2 separate regions of the Mus musculus genome follow, and region 1 is linked to region 2. A link is a contact called in public promoter capture Hi-C data. All regions are on one chromosome and are shown on one strand. Each heading gives the region's core, a stretch centred on a gene start, on an enhancer-like site or on the middle of the called end of the contact. The rest is flanking DNA. Distances are from core to core; before and after follow the strand shown.

Region 1 (4,449 bases), core at 162-2,661, 470 kb after region 2:
CTAGGATAGATCCTAAATAGTTAATATGAATAGATACATTGTTACATAATGACAGAAGCATGGATATACACAAGTGTATAAATTACAAAATTCACAGCACCCAATACAGTCACCCTGTCAAGGGGCACAAGTTTCGAGTCAAGTGTGACTTGGTTTTGTTTTCAATCAGAGCCAGTGTATATCTAAGCCCATTTGGAAAGAATATCAAAAGCCCGAATTTTGAGGCTGTTTCTGAAGGTGAGACTTGACGATGTGACCCTTTCGATGAGGGTCTTTACTCTGAAAACAGTGAACATACCCTTCCATGAATGTGCTTCTGGACCAGGGTAGTGAAAGAAAAGTTCACACTCCGGAAGAAGAGGTACGCCACCCCCACGCAAGCAGTAAGCTGGAATCACTGATGGCTGCAGTCTTTTAACCACGCTGTTCTGCCTCCGGGAAAGTCTGACTCAGCTGATCCACTCCTAGGAGAAGAAACCAGATTCGCTGGGTCAGGTCTGCTCTCCACCGTCGACACACATTTTTCTTATCCCTTTCCCTGCTTGAACCCCATCTTGTGGGCAAGACTTGGTTACACTTTCCAGCCTGATCTCTATTGTGTGACAGAAAATGCAGGGAAGCTGGAATGACTGTCTGGGCCGCGTAGCACTTTTTACAGCCACGACAATAGGCAATGAAAAGTTCCCTTGGAAGAGGTGGATGGCAGAGTCCCAAGTCCCTCCTCACTGAGCCATAGCACCCTGGAGGGCTGGGGTTTGTATACAGGAAGGGAGGCTGCTCTGGCTGCCTTGGTGACAATCTACCTCCAAGCCCACCTCATGTGAATCCTGGCAACCAATGCCACTCACTAAGGAAGAGACGTGCGCTAAGGGGAGGAGCAGACATACCTTGGGACGCACTGTGACCCAGAGGAGGCAGGATGCTATCTGAATGGCCTTTGGAGTTGTGTGTTTTTTTTTTTTTTTTCCTCTAGGGATATTTTTTTTCTCCCCAGAGAAAAATAAAAATCTTCTCCACACCTGAAGGCTCTCTGCTTCGCTGCCATCGCGTCCTCGGAAAGCAGGTCTCCTTGGTAACTTGTTCCTGGGTTCAGAACAGAGGAAAAAGCCTGAGGCAGATGCCTCCAGCAGCCAGGGGTGAGGACAAGGGTCTCCACACAGACTCCTTCCTCCCCCAAACCCCGGCTGTTCTGGCACGTCAAGCCATCCATAACCGTGCATTTATTTAGCTGTGATATTTCATCCCCATTAAGCCACAAAGAAGAGACGATTCTCTGATTTTATTTATAACCTGAAGGGATTATTTTTGAGTTAAGGCTTTAAGAATTCAGATCTATCAGGAAAGAACAGCTTGTGTAACGAACTTCCTGTTTTCATCATATTTGGACACCGAGCCTCCTTGTTGCCTGTTATTATTACACAGTTAATATGAACTGCCTGGCGTTTATTTTTAGCAGGGCTGACTCTATTGTAAGGACTGCATAACTGCTTTCAAAATGGGAAAATGTAATTACGGGATCTAACACTAAGTTGGGGATATTCTTAGGTCCTTTCATGAGGCAGTGGCTGAAAAAAATGAAAATAGACCATTTTAAATGGCTAAAGAAAACAGAGTTATTTGATCCAAAATAGCCCATTGAGCCTTTTACAAACTACACACTTCACAGAATAAAGTCTCACTTGAGTTGAAGTGACCTAAGCATGATTTATTTCTTGAGAGTAGCAGGAGAGTAAGAGAGAAAATCGGTAAAGAAGGAAGGCAGGAAGGGTGTGACATCCTTTACAGACTAGAAAATTATTAAGATGGCCCTAGGAAGTCCCAAAACACCTACAAAGGAGATGAGACCAGGAGAAAATAAATGTCCACAACTTCATGTCCTCTGCAGTGTGTGCAGGGCAGGCAAGGCCACTGCTTCCTGGGCACAGATGAAGTCCCTGGGCAGTGTACTGCATAGGATTGCCTCTTCGCACTTGCTGTGACCTGAATTTAGTCTTTCCCACAATCCACTCTGTCATTACCCACCTTGTCCACGGCTGTTCCTGCTTTCCATCCCATTATTCCTTCATTCACTCAACAACAAAACTCTTTTTTGAATGTCCAGATATGCCAGCCTCTGGGTACTCTCCAGATATATTGGTAGAAATATATGTTCTAGAAGCACAAAAGGGAGATACCTAACCCAGGGGGTGGGGTGGGGAAAGCCCCCTGGGGAAGATGACATCTGAAACAGAGTCTGAACTGCAAGTTGGACTTATCCTGGGAAAATAAAATACAAATAAAAAACATTATAAACCAAAGAAGAACCTTCGGGGAGAGATCCAGTCATGACAAAGTCTGTGGCAACATCAAGTGGAAAGTGAATGAGAAGAATAAATAGGGTGAAAGCTATAGGGTCAGTGAGGGTTTTGTCATAGAGAGAACAATGAAAACATGTTTCTGTAAACCTGTGAGTGATGGTTTAAGTAGTCCTGTGGCTGCACTGCTGTGTGAATGGACAGACAAGACAGGGTACGCGCGCGTGCACACACACACACACACACACACACACACACACACACTCAACTACCATTTGGTCTTAGTAAGGAAGGGAATTATATAGTCTATTCTCCAACACAGACAAACCTTGAGAACATTGTGTTAATGAAATAAGCCAACTACGAAAAAAAAAAGTGTTGTATGATTTTACTTATATGTAAAAAATTTTAACTCCAAGACTGAGTCAAATTGTAATTTTTAGAGCCAGAGGAATTACCGTTGAATGTGGTCATAGTTTGATACAGTGGTAATAACTGGCTAACAATATGAATGTACTCGATGCTACTGAACTGGGCCCTGAAAAATGATTAAGGTTTACGGGATTCGAGTTTTATCACAAGCTTTCCATTTTATATGGAAAGAGATATCACCGCAGTTGCCAGATTGGTCTGTCTAGAGAGTGAGAGGGAGGAGGGAAAGGAGAATACAAATCAGGAGACCAGTTCATTAGTAGCTCTTGCAATTATAGGACAGATAAAAATTACTTGAACTTAGGCTATATATAAATAAAGACAAAGGAATAAAGCTGAGATTCCTTTTGGCTGTAGCACTATAAGAAAAACAAAAGGATAAAGTCCAGATTTCTGGCCTAGAAACTAGATGGATGGGAATTGAATCTGGTCACTAGGTGATTGGGTAAAAAAATAAAAATCTAATTTCTCATGGAATCCTTCTGAAAGTGGATGAAGTTGGGTCATTTGAATAAAGAACTTTGCAACATAAACAATAACAATTGAACATGTTGAGACTAGAACTAGAATTCAAATTTGCCTTATGAACCTTCAAAGGGAAGCCAACAAAACCATAGATGAGGCAGGTGAAGCTTGTCGACCAGGCTGAGACCTGGGCATGCTGTGTCACATGTAGACCTGGGGGTACTGTGTCACATGTAGACCTGGGGGTACTGTGTCACATATTGTAAGTAGTTTTTCAAGTGATTTTCCTTTGATTAAGTGTTTTCATGTGACTGCTTTCAATGGATCCATCAACATGCCCTGCACCATTCCTAAGACAACTTCCACTCTCTCACCGGGGTTCCTCCACTACAGCACTCACCTCCTTCTGAGCTCCCTCTTGGATGTTTTATCCTGCTTGGCCTATACATTTTCAACTCATTCTTCGAGATTCTCTTAAGTCTGCTAACTTCTTTTGACCTATGTTGGAAACTGTAAGGATACCAATGAACATGATACAACCTCTGCCCTTGAAGGGTCTATGTCAGGCAGAGCAGACCGTAAAACACTACAATAAAAAACTTACTGCTGTGAGCAGGTAGAACGGAAAAAGAGCAGAGGAAAAGAAATTGCCTCGTGACAGGGGCAGGAAGTGAGAAGGAAACACACAAACATACACACAAACACACACAGACATAGAAAAACACAAGCACACACACACAGACAAACACACAAGGAGAGACAAACACACACACAAGTACATACATATACACACAAACATACAGACAAACAGAAAAACGCAGACACCAAAAAAACACAGACAAACAAACATACACACAGGAATAAACAAATACACACAAACACACACATGTACACACAAACAAATATGCACATATACACAAACACACACATACATACACACAGAGACAAACATATATGCACACAAACTACGCACATACACACACAGACATACACAAAACTATGCACATACATACACACACAGAGAGAAGCTCTTACAGCTTTCCAAGAAACTTGCTGCCATTTCCTGTTGAGGCTCATTCTACAGGAATAGTCTGTTTTGCCAATGTAAAGAATTCAGCAAACTTTCAGGTGCCTGTAGTTTGATTCCCTGCACTCATGTTGGGTAGCTCACAAACCCATGTAAGCTAAGTTCCAGGTGATCTGATGTACATATAAATAAAAATCAAATTGCTTTATGAGTTTAAACTTCTAAAAAAAA
Region 2 (4,093 bases), core at 1,101-3,600:
GATGAACCTTATCCCACTCTTGAGATGGTAACCGATTCCGAAGCTGCACCAAGGATCTCAGTGCCAAGGGCAGATTTTTCTTCCTTTCGTATCGGTTGATAGAGAGGAACAGGAATTGCTTCCCCTTGGGGACGAGGTCATCTATCTTTTCAGGAATAGCCAAGTCAAAGCTGCCGATATTCAGAGATGGGTAGAGCACATCAGGATTTCTGTGAGACAGGGTCTTGAAGGTTTCTTTAAAGACGGAAGCAGTGTACTGGCTGTTGACCAAGATGCGGTCTGCCATGCCTGTGGTGTATTCCTCGATCCAGTCGATGGGGGCCCTGTAGAACTTCTTCAGAGCTGAATTTCTCTGAGTAAGCAGCAGATCTGGGAAGTGACAGTAAAATAGGACCCTCTTACGCCGTCTGGCCAGTTTGAACACCGGGATACAGGCAGACACCTAACCAAGGTAAAACAGTAGATAAGTGACTGGTCGCCTTAACCTCCTTGGCCATAAGCCTTTTCCTGGTTGACTAGCTGCCTGGTATTACTGAATCCATAGGACCTGGGTAAATGTCTGCATTAACCATGAACATACGGCTTCCTCAGGGTGGTTCAGTGCAACTCAGGATCATAATTAAAGATTCCCTGGAGCAACTGTGGCTATTTCCACATGTCAGCTTAGATAAGAGCACTGGGTAGCCAAGTATAGACCTTGGAAGAATAAGGTGACATCATTGTAAGTAAAGGCTGGAAACTGTTACTGACATTTACAATGACCATGACTATCAGGAGATTCCTCAGAGGACTGTAAGAAGTGAAATAAATGCAGTATTAGGATGTCATATCTAGTGTCACACCTAGGATCACACACACACACACACACACACACACACACAGCAATGTTAGTGTCTTTTAGGGAAGACTGAAATATTTACAGGACAGGGGACTTTCCAGTCACTGAAGAGACTGATGTGGATCTTGAATATCAATAAGCAAGATGTTTCAAATTTTTGCAGAACAAAAGCAAAAAGTCCAACAGCAGGTAAACTGGATCCCAGCTGTGTACATATAAGATGTAGCAGGAAACAGACACATATACTACCAGGGCCACACATCACTTCTGGAAGGATGCAGAAGACACTGTTGACAATGGCTCGCCCTCTCAAGGATGGGGACAGGGAATTTTTACATTATACTTCCTATTTGAACTTTTACTCCTGAGTAAATGTTACTTCTTAATTAAAAAAAAAAAAACACTGAGGACTGAGGGTTGGCTCCAGGAATGTTGGGTATGGCAGTGCACACCTGTCCAAAAGTCTAGCTCAATCTTTCAGTTCCAGGTTCAGTGAGAGAGCCTGACTCCAATGTTCAGGTGAATATTAGCTGACCTCTGGTTTTGATATGCAAGCTCAGACACTTGTATAGACAAAATAACTGGATTTTTCTCCAAAGACCAATGGGGACCCTAATGGGGAAACGATATGTTTAGCTTGACTTTAATCCGTGGCACTGCTAAGTACTGGAATGGCAGTATTAGAAAGACTGGAAGGGTGGGATGGATGGGACCTGAAAGCAGAGACAAAGGAATAACGGAGAAGAAAGAAGAGTAAATTGAGTCACATACAAGGTGTGGCCGGAAGTCGTCTTTTAATGCCAGCAACCACCTGGATCCAATCATTTTAGTCCCAAGGCTAAACATTTAAAATGCAGACACATAAGCCCTACCTCAAGGATCTTCAACGAAAGGAAGGGGGCGGGGGAGAGATGTCCCTGAGATCTGCCATTTTAAAGGGTCTATCCATACTAAAATTGGTGGCCGTTCTCTCCCTGGGGACTCCTGCTGGACAGTTCCTAAAAACCTAGAACAGCGGTCCCTCCCCCCCTCTCGGCGCCGCCCCCCCCCCCCCCCCCCAGCCAAGAATTGGTGGCGGCCTCACCTGGTCGCACACCACCACGTCGAACTCCTCGCCGGAGAGAAACAGCACGTAGAGCGCCAGAAAGACCATGCGCACGTAGGAGCAGATGGCGGCGCCGCGGCCGCCCCAGCCCAGGCTGCGAGGCAGCCAGTCCCCTGCGCATTGCACCGAGAGCTCGCGGGTCTCGATGAAGCAGTGGTTCGGGTCGTAGTGCGCGGTCCATATCTTCACATCACAGCCGTACTCCTGCAGCGCCAGCGCCGCGTCCAGCACTAGGCGCTCGGCTCCGCCTATACCCATGTCTGGGTGCAGAAACAGCACAGATGGGCTGTAAACCCGGGAACGGGCTCGGTACAGGTTTTCGGCCATGGTAGATGAGCCGCGCTTGCGCTCTCCGCGCGAGCTTCTGCAAGCTCCTGCAAGCTCCGCCCCTGGCCCCCTCTGGCTACTGAAAGCCGAGCCAGCGCAACTACGCCTGCGTTAGTTTAGGCCACATCAGCGATAAGCTTGTGGGCGCTAAGAAAATGCCTGACTCAATTTCTCATGTGGACCTGTCCAAAGCTTGCAATTTGGTGATGTTTGACCATATTAAGCACGCTAAATAAATTACATAAAAGAAGCGAAAGGGCTGTACTTTCACACGGCCCAGTTGTTGTCGGCGTAATCTTTACAGGCATATCTCAGGACAGCCCAGTCATCCAAGAGTCTGCGAAGGCCCTGCCAGCCGGCCGGGGGGCGGTGCCAGAGCCTGTATCTACGAGAGTTCTGAGTGCTCGGCAACTTCACGACTTCCCTCTTCCTGCCTCCTGTGCCCACCGTTCTTAGGCATCAGCATGGTGCGCGGTCCCCGCTTCCATGGGGTGCACTAGCCCCTATCTTGGTCTTCCTTTCTGGGACCTCATTGCTCTTCCCAGCTTCTCGGGTGGGTGTGGGGTCGGGGGTGTGAAGAGGATTTGACCCGCGATGTTCACTGTTTGTCTGCTTCCCTCTGCAGCCGGGTCCAACGCCCAGTGGCACCAACGTGGGCTCCTCTGGCCGCTCTCCCAGCAAAGCGGTGGCCGCACGGGCTGCGGGATCCACTGTTCGGCAGAGGTAAGTGGCTGGGGGCTTGCGGGGGACGCCCGGTTATGGCTGGAGGAGGCTAGGTACCCAGGGTTGCATTGCATTGCTGGAAGGAGGAGTTCCAGGATGGAAAGATTAATAGGGGCCGAGTGAGCCCGAGCTGACGTGGCCATCTAGTTAGTTAAAGGCCCTTTAGGAGGGAGGCATGGTTTTCCTCTCCTTGATCAGCTGCACGCACCACTTTAGTTAAAGGTAAATTAGACTAGGATCAGGAATAACTTTAGGAAAAGCGTTGGCATAAAGCTGGTGTGTCTGAGGCTTTACCTTTCAGTCTTCCATATGGAGGTCCCATACACACTCAGTTTAACAAAATGTGTCTTACACAGTCTGTCACCCTGGTTCCCCATCCCAGCTGTGTGTGTGTCTTTCTTTTTAAGTCTATTTTGTGTATGTGTGTGTATTGCACGCACCTGTGTGTGTGTGTGTGTGTGTGTATGTATGTGTGTGTGTGCGCGCGCGCATCTCTTTCTTGCCTGGTGTCCTTGGAGGTCACCTGAAACTGCAGTTATGAATGATTGTGAGCTACCATATGAGTACTGGGGACCGATTTGGGGTTCTCTGCAGGAGCAACAGGTATTCTTAACCTCTCAGCCACTTTTCCAGCTTCAGGGTCTCCTTATTTTTAAATGTCACTGCTTATTTATAGAAATCTAGAAACTCCAGTTATTTATCTTTTTTAATTTGGTGTGTCTTCTCTGTACAGTCATATGCCATATTTCATAGGAAGACCTCACTACTTTTTTTCCTCCATTTCTGTCCCCCCAGTTTAGCCCTCAACTTCTTCTGCTTTGAATTTACACCACTATTCACCCTCCAGTTGCTCTTCCACTTAGGTTCTCTGTAAGTTTCTGGTGGTGCCTGTTAAAAAAGGCTTTCAGAGGGATTCCACGCCTCTCCTTTCTCCCTCCTGTGAGCCAGCAATTCTGAGCTTACTACCATTTCTTTCCTTTTCTTTTCTTTTTTTTTTTTTTTTAGTTAGTTAGTTTCTTTTTAGACATTCCCACACAACCTAGGGTTGAACTCAGATCATCCTTCCTTCACCTCCTATGTGCTAGGATTGTAGTTGTAAT

What was found. Promoter capture Hi-C pulls out the DNA fragments that hold promoters and counts their contacts.
Region 1: a contact with region 2 is called in a promoter capture Hi-C map of hippocampal neurons, with 2.4 times the contacts expected there. The contact joins the enhancer-like site here to the promoter of Alg2 in region 2. A contact is called at or near these places in 6 of 39 promoter capture datasets (the C10 cell line, cranial neural crest, frontonasal cranial neural crest and 2 more), 10 of 115 datasets of contacts at active chromatin or transcription factors (acute myeloid leukemia, astrocytes, bone marrow-derived macrophages and 6 more) and 1 of 9 other capture datasets (adipose tissue).

The regions. Positions count from the first base shown.
Region 1 is chr4:47,947,635-47,952,083 of GRCm38.p6, forward strand. It overlaps Gm46853 (a long non-coding RNA gene), which reads right to left. Exons shown (of 3, transcript XR_001784289.2): 1 at 2,023-4,449; 2 at 888-1,083; 3 at 1-464. Among named protein-coding and RNA genes, the nearest start is that of Gm46853, 4.1 kb to the right of the region's middle. Within about 2 kb of position 1,412, at least 58 of the 459 cell types and tissues checked have an H3K27ac peak or open chromatin away from gene starts, as enhancers often do. A contact at or near this core is called in acute myeloid leukemia, adipose tissue, hippocampal neurons and 1 more, where this site is marked.
Region 2 is chr4:47,472,017-47,476,109 of GRCm38.p6, forward strand. It overlaps Alg2 (asparagine-linked glycosylation 2 (alpha-1,3-mannosyltransferase)), which reads right to left and starts at 2,351. Exons shown (of 2, transcript NM_019998.3): 1 at 1,923-2,351; 2 at 1-442. The coding sequence starts at 2,270. Sec61b (Sec61 beta subunit) reads left to right here and starts at 2,645. Exons shown (of 4, transcript NM_024171.2): 1 at 2,645-2,737; 2 at 2,896-2,993. The coding sequence starts at 2,735.